2 separate regions of the Oryctolagus cuniculus genome follow, and region 1 is linked to region 2. A link is a contact called in public Micro-C data. All regions are on one chromosome and are shown on one strand. Each heading gives the region's core, a stretch centred on a gene start, on an enhancer-like site or on the middle of the called end of the contact. The rest is flanking DNA. Distances are from core to core; before and after follow the strand shown. Region 1 holds the start of IFNGR1 (interferon gamma receptor 1). Region 2 has its middle 120 kb from the start of IFNGR1.

The links. Hi-C and Micro-C count contacts between places; a contact is called where the count stands out from the background.
Region 1: a Micro-C map of ear pinna shows a contact between it and region 2, with 2.8 times the contacts expected there. The contact joins the promoter of IFNGR1 here to the enhancer-like site in region 2. A contact is called at or near these places in 2 of 6 Hi-C or Micro-C datasets (ear pinna and an unstated tissue).

What each region holds. Positions count from the first base shown.
Region 1 is chr5:31,680,498-31,684,290 of mOryCun1.1, reverse strand. IFNGR1 (interferon gamma receptor 1) reads right to left here and starts at 1,579. Exons shown (of 7, transcript XM_008263570.4): 1 at 1,348-1,579. The coding sequence starts at 1,432.
Region 2 is chr5:31,558,466-31,562,245 of mOryCun1.1, reverse strand. No RefSeq gene overlaps it. Among named protein-coding and RNA genes, the nearest start is that of IFNGR1, 120 kb to the left of the region's middle. Within about 2 kb of position 1,350, at least 1 of the 8 cell types and tissues checked has an H3K27ac peak or open chromatin away from gene starts, as enhancers often do. A contact at or near this core is called in ear pinna, where this site is marked.

The DNA.
Region 1 (3,793 bases), core at 330-2,829, 120 kb before region 2:
CAATACTTTTGTCTTTTTGCTTCCGTTAGCAAGAGCTCTGCTCCTTTCCCTTACTGTGGTATGCGAGGCACTTCACTGTTTCCTATCTGTGATCTGTGCAGCTAGCCCAGTTTCCTTGCACCCTCACTCACTTGGTCTATGAGACAATGCTTAAATACTCCACTCATCCAACATGCTGCTTCCCACCTGTAATCCTGCACACACAAATCTCTCTGCATCCGGGGTACCAAGGTTGGGGTCACCTTCTTGGTGAAGTCTTTCCTGATTCCCCGCCCCCATCCCCAACAGAACCAAGCACTCATTCTGCTTTCCAGTAGCCTTTGCCCAAGTTCAAGTTCTTATCTCAACGTCTTTGCAACGGCTCACGTGAACAACTAACCTGCCCTACGTGGCAGATAGCTGAGCAGTTAAAACGAACTTAGGATGCCAGAGTCACACCACCGAGCTTCCCACGGAACAGCAGTGACCCCTGCTAGCTGGGCACACCTCTCCGAGCCTCCAAGGCTCACGCATAAGCAGAGATATCCATAGCGCCGACCTTTCGGGGTCGCTGTGTTCAGCACTTAGAAGAGTGTGTAGCACTGACAGCGCTTGGCTGCTGTTACTGTGATTCTGGAAACCAGGAACTTGGTCATCACGATGCGCTTCTTCCCAGCACTCCACGACCCAAGGAAGGGCTGGGTGTGACCGGGGCACTTGGACCAGACGCTGAAGAAGAGGCCACAACACAGATGGTCAAGGCCTGGAGTCGGCCAGGATTAAGGAGGCCGGGCCTCCCGGGCAGCTGCTACTAACTGGACACTGAAGATGACACTCCAGCCTGAGACAGTGTGCACGTGCGAGACACAGCGCATTCACTGATTTCTCCCGAGCTCCGCGCCACGCTTACCTCCCAGCGTTGGAAAAGCCACCTGGGCTCCGCTTCCCGGGAGCCTAGGGGAGCCTGAGGGGCTCAGCGCCGCGCCTCCATAACGCACTAGGCGCGCACGCATTCCCGCACCCGCAGACTCCCGCAAGGCCACCGGTGACCGCCCCTGTGGGCCCGCGACACAACACACCTGTCTCCCGCCCTAGCATTCGGGTCCACCCCAGGGACAAAGCACTGAAGCTACGAGCTGCGCCCATGGGGTCAAGGGCGGAGGAGGAAATCACCGGTCACAAGCACCGACGGCACGGAAGCCCGCGTCGCGCCGCGCTGCGCTGGCAACCACCAAGGGGCGAGCGCCAGGTGGGCAAACCTCGGGACCCCGCGCAGCTTCCCGGCGGCCGCCGGCGCAGGGCGGGGCTTCCCGGTCGGGGCGGCTCCCACGCTCCCTCCCGTCTCCACCCGGCCGCGAGTGACAGTACCCGAGGACGGCTCCGGATCCGCGGTGCTCAGCCCAGCGCTGCTCCCGGCCGCCGTGAGGAGCAGCAGAAGGCCCAGGAGAGCCATTCTGCCAAGGACGGACCCCGGGACCCCCGGAGCGCCTGCGGGAGCCCGGCGGCAGGGCCCTTCGGCCTCGGACTCGCGTCACTTCCGCGGCCCAGTACCCAGCTGCGGTGGGAGGCGGGGCTGGGGCGGCTCGGCGGGGGCGTGGCCAGGGCGGGGCGTGCCCGCGGGGGTGGGGTCAGGACGGAGGGGCGGGGCGCGGGCGGGAAGACAGCGGAGGAGGGCTCCCACGAAGCAAAACGACGTGGGGTCGTCCCCTGGGCTCCGGGGTAGGTGAAGCGCTGGGGCGCAAAGGGAACGTTCTTTCGACTTGGGTCTGCCTTCCACAGTTCCTCTTCCTGTTTTTGCAGTGCCCTGGAGTCGCAGAACTTTGCCTAAAACACAATTGGGCCACAATCCTTGTTTGGCCCTATTAGATGTCCAAGAGGTCTCTGGACGCCCTGGAGCAGGAGATTTTAGGATAGGAATGGTCCTCAAATTCCGCCTCCAATCCCTGCATTTCCCCCGCCCCTGCCCCCCGGAAGCTAAGGCGTCACTAGTGAACCCGTTTGTATAAACTGGCATAACCCAGATCAACTTTATAGCTGCTTTATTCTTCTCAGCAGTTAACTGTCGAACAGAGGATCCTGAAGCAGCTCTCACTGAGCTCTTGCACTCTTGCCTCCGACCACATTTGCTATTCCGGGTCTCTCCCGCTGCATGCCAGCGGCCTTGGCTCCTTGCCCTTCCCAGTTCAATGGGTGCTGTACATGCCTATGACAAACTACCTCACCTACTTCAGTTCTCTGCTTCTCACAGTCTTGCACAAACTAGCTGCAGCCCACTCTCCCTCACCCTGCCATGCTGTTTTTTCATGGCACTTTCCACCTTCCCCAGTATCAAAATATGCATATTAGTGTCAATTTTCTCTCCCTTCTAGAAGGTTCACTACCTAGAGCTGAAATCATTGGTATTCAATTAGTACTTGATAAAAAATCCATGATTACATTAGCATTCAGGAAAATTCTAGAGAGCAGAATCTTATGAAGACACTATAAGCTAGCGAGGAATTATCAGCTACATCACACTGTCTCTTTTAAATATTTATTGATTTGAAAGGCAGAGTTACAGAGAGAGAGAGAGAGAGAGAGAGAGAGATGGAGAAATCCTCCATCTTCCATCTGTTGATTTCACTCCCCAAATGGCCACAACAGCTAGGTCTGGGCCAAGCCAAAGCCAGGAGTCAGGAGATTCTTCTGGGTCTCCCATGTGGGTTCAGGGACCCAAACATTTGGGTCATCTCCCATTGCCTTCCCAGGTGCATTAGCAGGGAGCTGGATAGGAAGTGGAGTAGCCGGGATTCAAACCAGATTCATATAGGATGCCGATGTCCCAGATAGTGTCTGCCATGAATATTTTCTCTGATGTTTTTCTGATATCCATTATGCAAAAGGCACCTTGTAGTCATTGCAAGAATAAATAACTGATCCCTGCTGTTTGGGAGGTTCTGGAATAATACAAGACCTGATTTTCCGTTTGTGGACCTCTTTATAGTACTCATCACGGGTTGGGATACCTGAGAAGCAGATTCAGAAGTAGAGATTAAGGTGCAAGGCATGTATTAGGGAATGCTGTTAGGATAAGACCCCGGATGAAAGGGAGATGGAGGGAGAGGAGCAGAGGGAGAAGGTGATCTGTGATGCCAGCTCAACCAAGGCTTCTGCAGGGGCTCTGCACCTGGGATGGCCTCATGGAGGTGTCCTAAGTCGGTGTGAGGGGCACTGGTGAGTCACTGAGTGCAAACTGCCCCTGGAATGAGAAGGAACTTGGGGTGATCCCTTTCCACAAAAGAAGGCTGACAGCAGAGGGTGTCTACTAGCAACACTGTCAGCAACAATGAGGGCATGGGACTACGTCTTCTGTTCCTAAAGCAGAATCTGCAAAGCTTTACCATTACAGGGTCTGCCACAGCACCTGTTCATCCAAGGTTCTGTGCTAGTTGTTTGGAGGTCAACGCTATTTGTTTATAAATTCACTAATTATTGAACATTGCAGCATGTGTCAGACATTGGTAGATACTGAGAGATACATCTGAGCGAGACAGACATGGTCCCTGCCCTCAGGGAGTTATGGTCTACTGTAGCAGATAGGCATTAAATAAGATACTGTATAAGTAAGTACTAAGATTGTGGTGACTGTTCCCAAAGAGAGCAGCACAAGGAAAGGAGCATAAATAGGGATGTAACTTAGTCTAGGTTTTAAGGCAGTTCTAAAGGAAATAACAGTTTTGTTGTGACCTGAAACATAGGGGAAATTAGCATGGATACATGTGAGAGATGTGAGTATATGGGTGTATCACATAATCCTAAGAGAGGTGGTAGGGAG
Region 2 (3,780 bases), core at 101-2,600:
ATGTTAAAAATAATTTTAATTGGGCTTTTTTCCTTTCAGGAGAAAGGACATATTTCTGGTTTAAGACTCTCCCTCTCTCTATTTCTCTCTCTCTCTCTCTCTCAGTATTGGCATCAATATATAAAAGGATGCTGTATGTAGGCTTCTTTGCCATAGATCCCAATGCCTCACTTATAACCCAGGCAGTGGCTTTTCCTATTATATCCTGCGGGCCAAGGAGGGGGTGTCTCTTTTCCTACTTCCAAACTGCAGAGGGTATTCAGAATCATCTAGTTTCCTGGCCTGATTTTACAGAAGGCAAAATGAAGACCCAGAGAGATAAAATAAACATCATCAAAGTAACTGGGGACGAGGAAAGACTGGGTGTAAAATCACACCACTAGAAATGATCTTCCTTCATAATTAATTTTGAAACTTCCATGTCTAATCTGGAACTAAATATATCCTGTAAAAGAAAATTCCTTGAATACCATGGATAATGCATTCTCATAACTAACAACCTTTTTAGTCAGAAGAGCTATTCTTGAATGTAATAACCTCTTTTCATGCAAATTAAGCTTATTTTCACTTGTTAGATGCTTAATAGAGATGGATGATAGTCACTTTACTAATTATAATTACACACATGTGGGAAAATATTTGTCAGTCTTAACTTATTTTCTTGGCACCCACCAAAGAATCCACTTAAAAATTTTGCTTCCTCTGTCTAGTTACTGCTTAAGAAATCTGGATGTCATAATTCACTCCTCTATATTTTTCATATTCTTCTCTAGTTACTAAGCTCTTTTTGGTTATTTCTTAAAGAGCCCTCAAATATCACTAATCAAAAAAAAAAAAAAAAAAGACAACTTGGGTGTCACTATTAATCTGTGCTCCAATCAATCCTCATTTGGATTGTCATGGCATTTTACCTGATTGATTAGTCAATAAGTATTGTGACAACAAATCACAGTTGTTTAACAAAACATTTACTTCTTGCTCACATTACAAGAGGCATGCAAGGCAATCCAGGGCGTGGCTGGGTTTGCCTGGGTTTGCCTGTGTTTGCCTTGGCTTGCCTGCTTTTGACCAAGCTCGGGCATATTTTCTCATTTTGGGACTGAGGCTGAAGGAGCAGCTTCTCTCTGGGGCTAAGGAGTCTCATGTCCACAGCAGTCGCTCAAGGTGGCCCCACTTGAAGCTTCTGCTTGAAGATGATCTGTGTTGGATCTACTGAGATGCTGTTGGCCAGAGTGAGTTCTGTGGCCTCCTCGAGTGGGCGGGGTTATGCAGAGCGGTGTTCCCATAGGTGAGCACAGTATGAGTGAAGGGACAAAGAAATGGTGAACTAATAGACAACCTACTGCATGTGGTCACCTGTCTAACGTTGTGCTCCTCTGCCATTTGGCTCCATGCTGCCTACCCCTCAGACACATCACAAGACACTCAGAATTCTTTAGAATGAATCCAATCTCAGCCATAGCTTCCAGGTTAGCGCTATTCCGGCTCTTTCATGTTTAATTCTGCCCTCATCTCTCTACCCCAGCCATCGGATGCCTATATTAGTTCCCAGAAGTCACCACGTTCTGTCCTTCAGGTCTCTGTTCACCTGGTTTCCTCACTCAGTGGCCCTCCCATCCAACCTTCTCCAAGAGCATCCTTCACCCCTGCCTCAAGTCTATGCCCTGCTGAATCCTAACTGACTGATCACACACTTATGTCTCTCACCACACTCAGAGCTCCCTGGGGCTGGGTACTGTGTCAACCTCCTTGTGCTCCAGTTTGTGACACAAGAATTAATTCAGCAGTTAATTTTTAAATTCATGAAGAAAATTTTTTTTCTGCATCAATTTAGTACAGGTAAACTTATAATATTTACTTGGAAAGCTTTTTAGCATGAGAAGATTGCATCTAGGGTTTTTGTATTTTATTCTTATGTTTAACTCTATCTATCTATCTATCTATCTATCTATCTATCTATGGTATAATTCTACTCAACCACTTATTAGTTTTGCCCTTTGGAAGAGTAAATAACAGCCTGGGACCAAAAGCTTAATGTATGCAATACAGAGCATGTACAGTAGAACTGGATACAAAGTAGGATCACATCCACAAGGCTCTCTAAAGCTAAGTAATAGGTGCTTAAAAATAGTTGGTTCCTTTTTCATTCTTATTTTCATTGTGAATTGACTTCTTATTTTTTATTTTCCCTTTACCATGTCCCAAAGAAAAGATGGTAGTTATTGCTTTTTCCCCTCTTTTTTGAGTAAATGAAACAGAAGTAGAAAATATTAGATTCAAGGAGTACAAATCAACTAAGGTCATCCAGTAGATGGTGGTCCCACCACCACAAAAACTATTCTTTTACTTTTCTTATCTTTGCACATTTTGCACTTCTTTCTTCTTTCTTTTTTTTTTGGCCTACTTGCATATCATTCTGTTCTCTTTCAGGAACACTACTACCAAAAGTGTGAAATAAAAGTGCATTGTTAATCTTTTCTTGAGAGGCAGAAAGTGCTATGGCTTTCTTTTCCAGGAAGAATTTTTCCTTATATTTTGTCGTGGAAATGAGATATGGTCTGAGGTGTCAGATAAACATTCCTTTTACTCATTTCTTCAATTGTTCACTTATCAGGAGTTTAATTAATAGGTGGAGTGAGAAAAGAATTGGTGAACTTTGTCAGATCAAGAATCTAGAGAAGGCAGGCACCGTGGCTCAATAAGCTAATCTTCTGCCTTGCAGCGCTGGCACACCGGGTTCTAGTCCCGGTCGGGGCGCAGGATTCTGTCCCGGTTGCCCCTTTTCCAGGCCAGCTCTCTGCTGTGGCCAGGGAATGCAGTGGAGGATGGCCCAGGTCCTTAGGCCCTGCACCCGCATGGGAGACCAAAAGAGGTACCTGGCTCCTGCCATCGGATCAGCGCTGTGTGCCCGCCGCAGGCGCCAGCCACAGCGGCCATTGGAGGGTGAACCAACAGCAAAGGAAGACCTTTCTCTCTGTCTCTCTCTCTCACTGTCCACTCTGCCTGTCAAAAAAAAAAAAAAAAAAAAAAAAAAATCTAGAGAACTCAGCAGAATCTCCTAGAAGAGAAGAGGGAAGGGAGAGCTTCGTTGGCCCAGAGAGATCTGAGGAACAATGACCTGCACACACTTCTGAGTAGCTGACAGCCTCTTCTTCCTCAAGTATCACAGGTGCTTCAATAGAAGGTCTTGACTATAGTAAAATGATTTGTTTTATTGTCTGCCTTGATCCTGCTCTGTAGACTTAGACTGCCAATACCTAATTCGAGGTCTTTATCATAGCAGGCACACAATATGCATAAGAGGCAAAGTGTGTTTTTTTTGTTATGTTTTTTTTATTATTATTATTTTTTAACAGGCAGAGTGGACAGTGAGAGAGAGAGAGACAGGGAGAAAGGTCTTCCTTTACTGTTGGTTCACCCTCCAATGGCCGCTGTGGCTGGCGCCTGCGGCGGGCACACAGCGCTGATCCGATGGCAGGAGCCAGGTGCCTCTTTTGGTCTCCCATGCGGGTGCAGGGCCTAAGGACCTGGGCCATCCTCCACTGCATTCCCTGGCCACAGCAGAGAGCTGGCCTGGAAGAGGGGCAACCGGGACAGAATCCTGCGCCCCGACCGGGACTAAAACCCGGTGTGCCAGCGCCGCAAGGTGGAGGATTAGCTTATTGAGCCACGGTGGCAGCGTGTCTGTGTTTCAAACAGTCTCACTTAGGTGACTGGGGCTTCTGGACCCTTCTGCCGGCCTGCTAATGGTGGTACCTGGCCCATCCCGGTCTTAATCCC